Regions from separate parts of the Arabidopsis thaliana genome. Here region 2 is linked to region 1. Evidence: chromatin contacts called from public capture Hi-C data. All regions are on one chromosome and are shown on one strand. The core of a region is the stretch at or near the end of the contact, and the rest is flanking DNA. Distances in the headings are between cores, read along the strand shown. Region 1 holds the start of AT2G05720 (Transducin/WD40 repeat-like superfamily protein). Region 2 holds the start of PAA2.

Region 1 (6,347 bases), core at 1,883-4,382:
GGCACTACTTTACGCTTGCATGAACGTTTGTTGTGTCCGACTTGTTGACAGTTGCTGCAAGTCTAAATATGCAAAGATTAAATTAAATAATTTGAAAAGGAAGATCTTGTGAAACATAATTCATTGTTCTCTATTTTACCATTTGAACTTTTTCACGTGTATAAGGAACTTTTTGAGGTGGACGATCTTCAGTTGGATCACGGATTCTGTCATTGTTCTTTGGTCGATTTTTGGAAATTAATATCCCATTAATATTTAATTACTGTGGGGTTAAGTTTATTAACAGGTTTTAGTTCAGGGTTTGTTTTACTAAAAACATAGTTCAGGGTTTAAAAATGGATCTGGCCAAAGTTGAGGGTTTTTTTTCATTAAATTCCCTTTAAACTAAAGCTAAGATTAACATATTTTCCTTATCATATAAAACATTTTTGAATGATTTCCATATATGATTTGACATTTAATTGTTTTGGGAACTTAACATATATTTGGTTGTTTAAAATAATAAACTCGGTTGTTATTTTTATTTTTATTTTAATTTTAAAATAGAAAAGAACATATAGAGTTAGTATAAGACTTGGTATGTATGTTTTGTATAATATATCTAATATAATCCTTTTAATAAATTTAACTAAATATTTATGTAAATAGGATTAAATGTATATGAAATAAGATATCACATAAACATGTAGTAGAGCAATAAACAAGAGCTATAAGTGTAATATAATAAACAAATATAAATTGCTACAACACAATATAATACAACATTAAAACTGAGCTGCAAAAATAATAATCATATAACATAATTTACGCTATGATATATTTACATAACATAGCATAGCAAAAAAAAGCTATTGTATGTGACCGACCTAAGATAGTTCCAGCAAACACAGCGTTTATGAATTCGCTATATAAACAATATTATAGTGTTTTCCGTGTGCTAAGAGTGCCCATATTTCTTGTAGTGAAACAGATGAGAGAAGGTGAATGCAAAGCTTGAAAAAACAAAAATGCAAATTTATTTCAAGAGTTCTGATCTGATTTGATTCATTAATAACCATATCATCCATGACATTGTGAACAATTGTTTGTTTCAACATGTTCATATCGTCCATGTACTAGTCTACTAGATTCGAACAAATGGATGACTTAAAGAACCACCAGCTTAAAAACACACAAATAAAAGTAAGTTTGGATAACTGTATATGCTTTGTGAAAACCATATATATCGTCGGCCAATTGAAAATCATCAAGACTTGTTGCAGGCTTGGGAAACCATCACAACCAGCAACACCATAATAGATTTAAGGTTCTCTAAACACTTTCAGTTCATCTACTTAGTTTCGGCCATAAATACTTGTCCATTAACACTTGTCCATAAACACTTATCCACTTAGATGGTCAAAGGATATTGCTTAGATCAAGTTCACTAAACATACTTAATAACACTGAATAGTCAACATACTTGCCATCATCCATATATACAATCTTTGATGGACATCTTACTTGTCATGTTCTTCTCTTTTATTTGAATCAGATCAGATCAGAACGCTTGAATTAATACATCTGCATTTTTGTTTTTTCAAGCTTTGCATTCACTTTCTTTCACATGTTTGGATGATCAGTAGTTATAAATATCGGTATAGTATATTTGTGCAAGTACCTTTTAAAATCCATTTAATAGTAAACAAATGTTCGATCGGAAATGGATAAACTGTCATATAATTATTTACTTAAAATATAGTAACAATGGATCTTAAAATGTAGGAAAAATGAATTCTTGATTTATTATATAAGAAAACAGACAAAACACTTTATATTAAGTAACTAAAATAATAATAAGAGAGAGAATGAGAGAGAGAAAAAAAAAAAGAGGACCGTTATTTTTGAAAGATAAAAGTGTATGGTATGTAGTTGGGGGCGTTTCGGTAATAACACAGGAAAAAAATTGTTTTGGAAGATGAAAGTGTGGGAGTGTAAAATGAAAGATGAAAAAGTATGTGAGAGTGTAAAATGTAAATAACTCAAAAACAAACTAGAGTTCTATGTCCATTGTTTCTCTCCCATTATCTTCATCATTCCCACAGCATGTCCAAAGCTTTATGGTGCGGTCATGCGAAACACTTGCGAGACGAGCTATCTACAGCGATATCAAGAGATGCGACTTTTGACTCATGTCCTACTAAGCTTTTAACAAGCGAGAAATCTCTACCTGACCATATATTAACGTTCATGTCGTGTGAGGCAGTAGCCAGGAAATAGCGTTCTTGTGGTTCGTACTTTACTTGAGAAACGAGGTTCACATGAGCTGGTATAATATACAACAACTTTCTCATCCGTAGATCCCAAATACGGCATTGATTATCTTCACCACCAGATGCCAAATGATAACCATTAGGAGAGAAATCCACCGAGAGAACCTGTTTGATATGTCCTTGGAAGATAAGAATATTCCTAGCCGTACGAAGATCCCAAACTCTTGCAAGCGAATCAAAACCCGAAGAAGCTACTAATGATCCATCTTGTTGAAATGCAATTCCGTAGACACTACGACTATGACCTTCTTGTGTTAAAGCATCTCAACTCCTATGTTTATATCCCACAATCTCCATGTTTTATCAAAACTCGTTGTCCGGAGGCATCTCAACACTACGACTATGACGGGTGGAATGCAATGCGTGCAAGACGATCTGAATGACCTTTAAAAGTTTGTAGAAGTGTTCCATCCGTTTTCCATATCTTTTCAGTTCGATCAGTAGAAGCAGTTGCTAGACATTCATCATCCACAGACGAGAACACTACATCAGTTACATGTTCTTTATGACCTTTCAAGACAACAATCTTGTTTGTAACTTGAGGCACCTCCCACAATTTAGGAACCCCACTAAGAGAACATGTGACGAGTATTTTTCCATCTCGTGATAAGGAGCAACCAGTAAGAGGACGATCATCCCCAAATTTACTAGAACCAAGAACCATGTCTTTACAATGCTTTAAAGCCAATTTAGTCTCAGCATTTTTATCTTCATCTGGATCATTCCTTCGCCGATTTTCACGCTGAATCCTTAGAGCAGCTCTCTTTATAAAATCTTTGGTAATTTCTATTCTAGCCTCTCTAAGCTCTGTTGGACCCATTGGTATAAACAAACTTTTGAAACAAGATCTAGAAGAAGCTCGTGACAAGACTAGTTCACTTAGAAGACAAGAAGGTTTGGCTTACCAAAGCTCTTATTTATAGCAAAGTAAACGAGATGGATCAGAAAGAAAGAAAGGAAATCTATTAAAAAAGTGGGTTATTGGGGTTAGCTTTGAATTGTGATTTGTCTCTTAAGTCTAAATTCGATAGGAAGCAGTATTTTTATCCAGATCTTCTTCAAGGTTATCAGATTTGGATATTCCTCTTGAGTTTGGTGGTGGACATAGGAGATTTTGGTATTACTAGGGTTCATATGGAAGAAGATGCTGGCAAGTTACTTCATTCAGACACAGGAGATTACTCTCAGGTTCATATGGAATTTATGACAAGTTTCAGTTTGGTTTTATCAGATTCTTGTATTGGTTTTAGGCTTCAGCTGCAAGATGTTTGTGTTTCTTATGTATTAGTTGGTTACTCTAATGGTGCAAGTAGATTTGAATAGAGCAGGTGTTCTTGAACATGATCTGAGAATTGGTATAGATGCTGCTGAATACGCTTGTGAAATGCAACAGATTGCGAGGTCTTTGGGAGTCAGTAATGGGAATATGCAAGAAGGCTCTCTTATTCCTTTTCAAAAACAATAATATTCAACTCTTGCAAGTTGCGAAACATGGGAGCCTAAGCGTGTAAGAATAACCCACTGAAACTCATATATTGCATGAGATCACTCACCTTTTAACCTAATCCTAGACAGACTTATCTGCCTTTTAAAAAAGACATTTTAAAACAGAAACAAACACTCTTTTATTTTGCTCCATAACTTGTGTATTGCTTCCTTCACTATTGCTTGCTCAAGTTTCTGATAACATATGGAAGTATGCCTCCATGGTTAAAGTATGCCAATTCCACCTGCACATTTATTTTACCATTATTAGTTCCTTCACATTGAAAAGCTTTTTTTCACTAAAGATTGGAGTATTTAGTTACCTCTGTGTCGAAGCGGACTGTGCAAGTGAAAGATTTTCCGTTGTCGGTAGTGACGGTAACATCTTGGCCAGGTCTTATCTCTGAGATATCGGTTGGGAGATGGATCGTGTAGCGTTCGTGACCAGTCAATCCAAGAGTATCTGCGTCTTCACCGGACTTAAAGCACAATGGGATGATTCCCATTCCCACCAAGTTGCTTCGGTGAATCCTCTCAAAACTCTTTGCAATCACCGCTTTAACACCCTGACAATCCCAAACTTGTTGTTTCAGAATAAAACAGTAAGATTGGTTTATGCGGAAAGAAACTAGAGAAGCGGTTCTAAACCTGTAGCATGGGTCCCTTGGCAGCCCAATCACGTGAGCTACCACTTCCATACTCAGCTCCAGCCAGAATAATTGTGTCTTCACCAGATGACTTGTACCTCTGATACATTTGACATTATGATAAGGAGACATTCGACATGATCAACATACAGTCAGTAATACAAATTTTAATTAGATAAATACAAACCATGGCAGCGTCAAAGACTGAGAGCTTCTCTCCAGATGGAATGTGAACAGTCTTAGGGCCAACTTCACCATTCATGAGCTTGTTAACGATACGGATATTAGCAAAAGTACCTCTGGCCATTATTTCATCATTCCCACGGCGACTTCCATATGAGTTGAAGTCCTTACGGTCAACGCCACGCTCCATGAGAAACTTTGCAGCAGGACTGTCCTTTTGGATGTTTCCAGCTGGTGAGATGTGATCAGTGGTGATACTGTCCCCAAAATTGAGTAAACAGTAAGCATCCTTCACATTGTGTGGACCAGGAGGATCCATGGTCATGTCCTTGAAGTATGGAGGCTCGTGAATGTAAGTTGAGTTGGGATCCCATGAGTAGAGGGTATTCTCAGGAACAGACAGCTTATTCCACATGGGGTTACCCTTGGTGATTGACTCGTACGTTGCTCGGAACATGTCAGGCAAAACACTGGATTGAACAACCTGATCCATATGTCAAAAGATTAGTTTAATATTTGTGTATAAAAAAGATGTTATTGTTCTCTGGTTAAGTCGTATATACCTCAGCAATTTCTTCCGTGGTTGGCCAGATATCTCTTAAGAAGACGTCCTTGCCATTCTTTCCTTTGCCAATAGGCTCCGTTTCAAAGTCAATGTTAACCTGGAAAATAAGAAAGAAGAACGCCAAAATTACCAATGTGATAATCAGTCATGTGTCATTATCTCATACAAAATGTAAGTTGAACTTTGACAAGTTCTCAAGATTTATTACCGTGCCAGCAAGAGCATAGGCAACCACCAACGGAGGAGATGCAAGGTAATTGGCTCTTGTTAGTGGATGAACACGCCCCTCAAAGTTCCTGTTACCGGATAGCACAGCAGCCGCCACAATGTCTAAAACCAAGCAACACAAATATTGAAAACAAATCAGCTACTTACTTATATATAATAGTAATATAAAGGATGGAAAGTCCAAAGTAAGTTTAGTTGGGAATCTCAATAATACCATTTTCGGTAATAGCAGCTCCCACTGATTCATTAATTTCCCCAGAATTCCCGATGCATGTAGTGCACCCGTAGCCGACAATATTGAAACCCTGTTCATTCAGATATTCTTGCAATCCACTGCATGGAGTAAGATGTTACACTTAAATTTACCATCACATAAGAAAGAATTAGCCTTTAACAACGAAGAACTAGATAAAAATACGACATACCTCTTTAATAAGTATTTTGTAACAACTCCTGAGCCTGGAGCAAGACTTGTCTTTATCCAAGGCTTAACCTACAGAGGCAAGTTTTTGAAAAAGGGATCAGAAAATGTCGAGGCATCAGATAGATTTCTAGTTTGCTCTCGTGAAACCAACCTGTAGCCCAAGGTCACAAGCCTTCTTTGCAACAAGACCAGCACCAAGCATGACGCTGGGATTTGATGTATTAGTACAGCTTGTGATTGCAGCAATCACCACACTTCCATGTTTAAGCTCTGCTGGTTGTCCATCGAACGAAAAATTTACCACTTTTTCTTGTGCCTCTTTAGGTATAGCAAAACCCTGCGGAGAATGAATAGCAATATTCAGAAATAAACATTGATTTCCAAAATGTGCACCAACAACCCAGTCTATAGAACGAGTAAATGGTTAAGAGATTAGACATCCACAAAGTGAAACATCCAGTTACATACCTTGAACCCAACTTTACTGTCAAGACATGAATGCC
Region 2 (6,347 bases), core at 2,232-4,731, 87 kb before region 1:
GCATAAAATTAAATCGATCCCTTTATAAATTAAAACAATCATGGTGTATGTGGTATAATCGCCTTAGTGACTTGCTAAAAGAATATACAAAAAAAGACTATGTTAGTCCATGCATCTTTATAAACAGATTTGGGAAATGATTTGTTATAATTGTAGTTTATGTTGATGATTTAAATATTATGGGAACTTCTGCAGAGATCTCCTTCACAGTAGAATATTTAAAGAAAGAATTTGAGAAGAGAGATTTTGGAAAAACAAAATTTTGTTTGGGACTACAAATTGAACACCTAAATAATGTAATTCTGGTGCATCAAGAGACATATACAGAAAATGTTCTCAAAAGATTCTACATGGATGGAGCAGTCCCCTTGAGTAGCCCAATGGTTGTAAGGTCACTTGATGTGGATAAAGATCCATTATGTCCTCGGGAAAACAATGAAGGAGTTCTTAGTCCTGAAATATCATACTTAAGTGCAAGTTCATGTCCAACTCGAAGACATTGGAATGGAATTAAACATATACTTCGTTATCTCCAATGTAAGAAAGACATGAGTCTGCTTTTTCCTAACCAATTTAGAAGATTTAATTGGTTTTGCAGATGCAGGATACTTATCTGATCTCCATAAGGTTTTGCAGATGCAGGATATTTATCTGATCTCCATAATGGTAGATCGTAAACAGAATATGTCTTCACATGTATTGCTATTTATTGGCGTTCTATGAAGAAAACTGTTGCAGCCACATCTTCTAATCATTCAGAGATTTTAGCAATTCATGAAACTAGCCGCAAGATTTTTAGCGTGTATGGCTAAGATCCATAGTTACCATATACAAAAAGATTGTGGTATCTATGCAAGGAAAAAAGCTCCAACAATTATGTACAAAGACAATGCAGCATGCATCGCACAACTCAAAAACATATACATCAAAGGCGATAGAACAAAGGACATCTTACCAAAATTCTTCTTCACACGACCTTTTGAGTTTTATGCTCAACTATATCAGTATCGCAATCAAGGGTGGCAGAGAGTCGAGGGTAAGCTATAGCGTAGACTCTTTAACAAGCCTACGAATAAAGGAATTTCACCTCCAAAAAACGTTTCAGTCAAGCTCTGTTCATTGAGTTGGACTCGGACATCAAAATGCAGAGTTCCTTTAGGAGATTATGTTAAAGACCAAGTGTCCAGGTTTTGCAGATTTCCCAATTTTTGTAAATAACTTTCTTTGTTTTGCCTTTTAAAATTCAAAACCTTAAACCATCTCATTCGACCTTAATTTGACACCCTTACATGTAACTCCTATTAGGAGGAAGCAGATGATTCAAATGAAAACTACACGACTCATGACTAATGGAAACACGTTTCTCTGAAACGTGAATCATCTTAGATAGATTTAAAGCAAAAGAAAGAGATGCAAAGTCCCGACTGAATGTTCCAGTGAAAGTGATCAGTCACGTTCACTAATGGCCGTCAAGTGCTCGTCGATCTCCTCTGTTCTCAGGGAACGGAAGAGAGGGTCATCAGCTCTCACAACTCCCACCTGCCAACACAACAGTAGCCAGCATAAATATTTACATGCCTTTTCACAAAGCTTTAACAAAACTACATTTCCATTGGTTTCTCCTTCTTTATTCCTAACCACGATACAACTCTGGCTAACACGATTCGACTCTGGCCAACATATATACAAAATACTACTCTTGCCAACATTTATACAAAAAGGAGTACAGATAGTGGAGAATTGACACCTCAATTTCAGTTGCTTTGAAGTCTTCTTGAAGAACAGATTGGAGAGCGGATATAGCAGTCTACAAAAGTTGATAACTCAAAGTCAGATATAATGGTCTAGGTCTGTCACAGAATTTTGGTGTTTTGTGCGTTCCTACAGTTTCTAAACCTAATATAAAACAATAAAGCTTTTAAAGTGCAAGCAAATGAACATTGCAAATGATCAACCTGCTTCCGATCTAAAATAAAGAAGGATTGTCCATAATTACCTGTACTGTTTCATCATATGTGAAGGCAGGGTTTTCTTTCATTTTCTTCTCCAAGAAATTGACTGCTTCTTGTTCTTTCATACCAGCACTAGTTGCCTGCATCATATGTTTGCTAACTTATAAGTGGAGAAACTTTATATAGAAGCCTCTGATCCTATGGAACATATGTACCACGTATGTGACTACATCATATTTCACAGGTTTACAGTGTGTAGAACTTTTGGTTTCACCTCCATGGTCAACCAGTAACTCTTAAAAGCAGATAAGTTTCTCAGTACAGTATCTGGTTAGGCAAGTGCAATATAATGTTTCTTTCTTCCATGTTAGCAAAGGCAGTAGTCTATACGAATATGCATGTAAGAGGCAGAGGCTTATCTAATCATAACAAGTAGGTGGTATTACCTTGTGACCGTAAAAATGTCCAGCTGGGTCACACTTGTAAAGTAGAGGTCCTCTCTCTTCATCAATACCTAGAACCATGGCAACTTCACAAAGACAAAGAAAACAAGAATCAGGATAAAACCACCACACAAGTAAAATGTATAAATAGGGATTAGGGAAACTTGCCTACTCCAAGGGGTCTCATGTAAGCATGTTGTGTGTAAACCTGAGACTTATCTGCAATCCTGTCACAGCACAATAGTTCAGTATTAGTAACTTTCATAAGTGTAGAGAGACACATAGAGTCTGTAATTAATTACCATTTAGCAAGAATATCTGCAGGCATCTCATAACCATATTGGAACCTAAACTCAGCAGCCTCATTCCTAGCTTGTTGTACCAATGACCTTGAATCAGCTGCAACCCCAGAAAGATCAAAACATGACCATAATGAACAAGCATTGTGATGAGAAATACAAACCTGTCATGCCAGTGGCTAACAATCCAAGGTACTTGGTAACAGGGAAAAGGTGAGATACACTAGACTGATCCAAAAGCTTGTCCTGCCCACAAATCATTCATCAGATCCCTAATTCAAAACCCTCACTTGAACAAAAACCCTAAGGAGTCAAAAGAGGACTCACCGGAACTTTCTTCTGCGTAACGACGCATACTGAATCTTTCCCTCGGACACCGATCGATGTGATTCCAGCTGCTTTCACGGCTTTGAAAGCATACTCTACAAAATCCGTAACCAGTAATATCAATCTCCGAAGTTATAAATTAAAAAAACAAAAAAGATAGAGAAATTGATTACTGACCGACTTGGAAGAGACGACCTTCCGGTGAGAAAATAGTGATGTGACGATCGTAACCAGCGCCGCTTCCTCTGCTCATCTTCTTCTTCTCAGAGAAGAGAACAACTCTCTTCCGAAATCGGAGATGGAATTTTTGCTTCTGTGTGATCTGTAGAGAAAGATGTATTATAGAAGAAAGCTTTCTTTGTCTTCAAGACAGAACCCAAAAAAAAATAGTCAATCTCCCAAAATACCCTTGAAATAATAAGTTAAGATTACAATTATCTTCGAAAAAACTCTAAAATACTCCCTGGGGCTGCAACTTTACATTTCACGTTAAAAGAATGCAGAATAATTATATAAAATTAAAAAAATACACAATATAATTTTTTTTGATATTATTAAACTTTTAAATTTTGATAAATAATATATCAAATCAAAATTCTTGATATGAGTAGTTTAACTATTTATTTTTTAAAAAATTTCAAAAACAAATGTTTTTACGTTTACAATATGTAAAATTGTAAAAATTGACTATATTACGTATTATTTTAAATTTCATATAATTATTTTGTTTTTTTTGGACATAGAGTATAAAGTTGCAAAATTGGACGGAAATTTTTTTTGCACAAAATACTTTAATTAACTAACGCCGCAATGAGAAGACGCCCGATCTTGCAGGATCAAGAACGAACTGAAACGAAACAAGTAAAAGAAGAACATGCAAACGACCTCGCGGCGAAGACAACCATGTTTACATTTGTAGATGAATCTACTAGAGTACTTAAGAAAGCCAAGAGTGAATACAAAGGACATAGGAGGTCTCTATTGTTGACAATGCAGCGTCAAGATGTAATTGACAGGTATATGAAAAGAGATAATATACTTTGTTTAGCCAAACCTTCAGGTGAATAACTAACTCTTGTTTTTGATGGCACTATCAACAAGATAATCCTCCTCATAGTTGGATTTTCTCTCTTTGTCTTTGTTTTTGTGTAGGTTGTATCAAAATGTATATATCGGAATTCTGAAACTCTTAACGAATGGCTACTGCTGACGGTTGTTTCTAGATGTGTCAAATGGTCCGTCCAAAGACCATTGGGCGTGTCCGTACGGACAGTTTTTTTATGGGCCAAGTTGGACGGTTTGGTCCGAAAAATGTCCATGCCCAATAAAGACCATGTCCATATGGCAAGCCCATGGTTAGCCTATTTTATTATTGTTATTATTGATAAATCAAAAATCATAAATTTAAAGAAAAATTGAGAAATTGCATTTTTCCGTAAAAATTGTAGAAATCGAAGACTTGTCTTTTTTCGACAAAATGGTAAAATTGTGTTTTTCTTACCAATACAATAAAATCACGATTTTGACGAAAAAATTATGGAATTGCTTTTTTCGCCAAAACGGTAAAATCGTAAAATTATTTTTTTCACCGATACAAAAAAATAACGATTTAACCGCTAAAACCGTAAAATCGGAGAATTGTGTTTTCTCACTAAAACTGTAAAATTGTGTTTTTCGCCAATATAATAAAATCACGATTTTGGCTGGAAAATTGTGTTTTCCCGCCAAAACCGTAAAATCAGAGAATTGCGTTTTCCCGTCAAAACCGTAAAATTGTGTTCTCGCCAATATAATAAAATCACGATTTTGGTGGAAAATTTGCAGAATTACGTTTTTCCGTCAAAATCGTAAAATCGGAGAATTGTATTTTTCCCGTCAAAACCGTAAAATTTAAAAATTGCGTATTCCAGAAAATTGTGGAATACTATCTTTCCTTTAAAATCGTAAATAATTTAATAAGAAATAATTCATTAAAATTTAAAATTTTCAGAAAAGTAAAAACTTATAAATGTAAAATATATTATTTAAAAATTATTTAGTTGTAATTGTAATTAAAATTATAAAAATACAATTAAATGAAGACATGTCTATTGACTCAATTCATGCCCATGGGCAGCCCGTTGTCCATATGGTCAAGCCCATATTATCCGTGGACAAAACTGGTCATATGCCCAATTAGACCATTTGTTTTTTGGTCCAGAATATAGCTCGTCCATATGCATTTGGTCTAAAGTTCAGAATTATCAAAAAATTGATAAAGTCGAGGCATTTCGAATTGTTTGTTGACACAGAACAAGGAAAACCTCTGAAATTATTTCAATATTGACGGGTAGGAGAAACGGTATTCTTTTCTTAAACTTAAAAAAATAGAGAAATAAGAACCAAGTCAAGATGGACCGGGCAAGCCCATGGACAAGTTGTTTTACACTAAAACAAGTTGTTTCCCAATCTTCATTAGCATTAAACCCAAGACCAGCATTTTGGCTACCTACAATTGGCTAAAACGTATCGATTATTTCTTATTTTTGACAATTTTTACCACAGTGTACTTAGTAGCTCAAACATTACAAAGTAATTTGCTTTGTTGCAAGTATATAGAGAGAGGGGAACATCCGCAAGTCGCAATGCTGACTCTAACTTCAACGAGATGAGTTTCCTGTTATCTTCTTGGCAAAGCTGCTTATGTCAAATGTATCATTGCCATTCTTTGTTATGACCCCCTGCATATACAAACACGTTGAGAGATTCAAATAAATGAGCATAAATATCTTCCAGAACAAGCAAGGCTGGAAAAACGAACTTTCTCGGTTATGATTCCTGCAATCAGCTCTGCTGGAGTCATATCAAAAGCTGGGTTCCAAACTGAGATCCCTGGTGCTGCAATGCGTTCACCAAGTCCTCCGTGTGTGTGCATCAACTCCTTTGGAGATCTTTCCTCTATCACGATTTCTTTCCCGGATGAAAGTGACAGATCAACTGAGGTAAGAGGTGCAGCAACATAAAATGGGATCCCGTGATGTTTTGCGCACAAGGCGAGACTGTAAGTCCCAATCTTGTTAGCAGTATCGCCTGGAGTATATCAATGAATTGGTTAAGAAGTGATTCAGTCATAAGGAATCAGATTTGTGAGAGAAAACGGATTTATCTAAGGTGTTTGAGTGTACCATTTGAAGCCACACGATCAGCTCCAACGATGACACCATCAACACGACCATCTTTCATCAGTGCAGCTGCAGCTGAGTCTGCAATGAGAGTTGCAGGGATTTTCTCATGCACCAACTCAAACGCTGTAAGCCTCGATCCCTGTCAATTGCCATTTAGTCATA

What was found. Capture Hi-C pulls out chosen DNA fragments and counts their contacts.
Region 2: a capture Hi-C map of seedling shows a contact between it and region 1, with 2.8 times the contacts expected there. The contact joins the promoter of PAA2 here to the promoter of AT2G05720 in region 1. A contact is called at or near these places in 1 of 26 Hi-C or Micro-C datasets (leaf) and 1 of 3 other capture datasets (seedling).

The regions. Positions count from the first base shown.
Region 1 is chr2:2,143,977-2,150,323 of TAIR10.1, reverse strand. It overlaps AT2G05720 (Transducin/WD40 repeat-like superfamily protein), which reads right to left and starts at 3,132. Exons shown (of 2, transcript NM_126590.1): 1 at 2,697-3,132; 2 at 2,109-2,503. The coding sequence starts at 3,132. The coding sequence ends at 2,109. It overlaps ACO3 (aconitase 3), which reads right to left. Exons shown (of 19, transcript NM_126589.3): 10 at 6,313-6,347; 11 at 5,996-6,181; 12 at 5,846-5,913; 13 at 5,635-5,753; 14 at 5,401-5,522; 15 at 5,191-5,289; 16 at 4,632-5,111; 17 at 4,446-4,544; 18 at 4,121-4,363; 19 at 3,646-4,042. The coding sequence ends at 3,974. It also overlaps the pseudogene AT2G05715.
Region 2 is chr2:2,231,153-2,237,499 of TAIR10.1, reverse strand. It overlaps PAA2, which reads right to left and starts at 3,481. Exons shown (of 9, transcript NM_126597.4): 1 at 3,199-3,481; 2 at 3,022-3,116; 3 at 2,859-2,940; 4 at 2,698-2,794; 5 at 2,564-2,622; 6 at 2,399-2,481; 7 at 1,997-2,092; 8 at 1,748-1,807; 9 at 1,030-1,539. The coding sequence starts at 3,274. The coding sequence ends at 1,447. It overlaps AT2G05830 (NagB/RpiA/CoA transferase-like superfamily protein), which reads right to left. Exons shown (of 8, transcript NM_201699.2): 6 at 6,186-6,324; 7 at 5,822-6,090; 8 at 5,351-5,741. The coding sequence ends at 5,661. It also overlaps the pseudogene AT2G05845.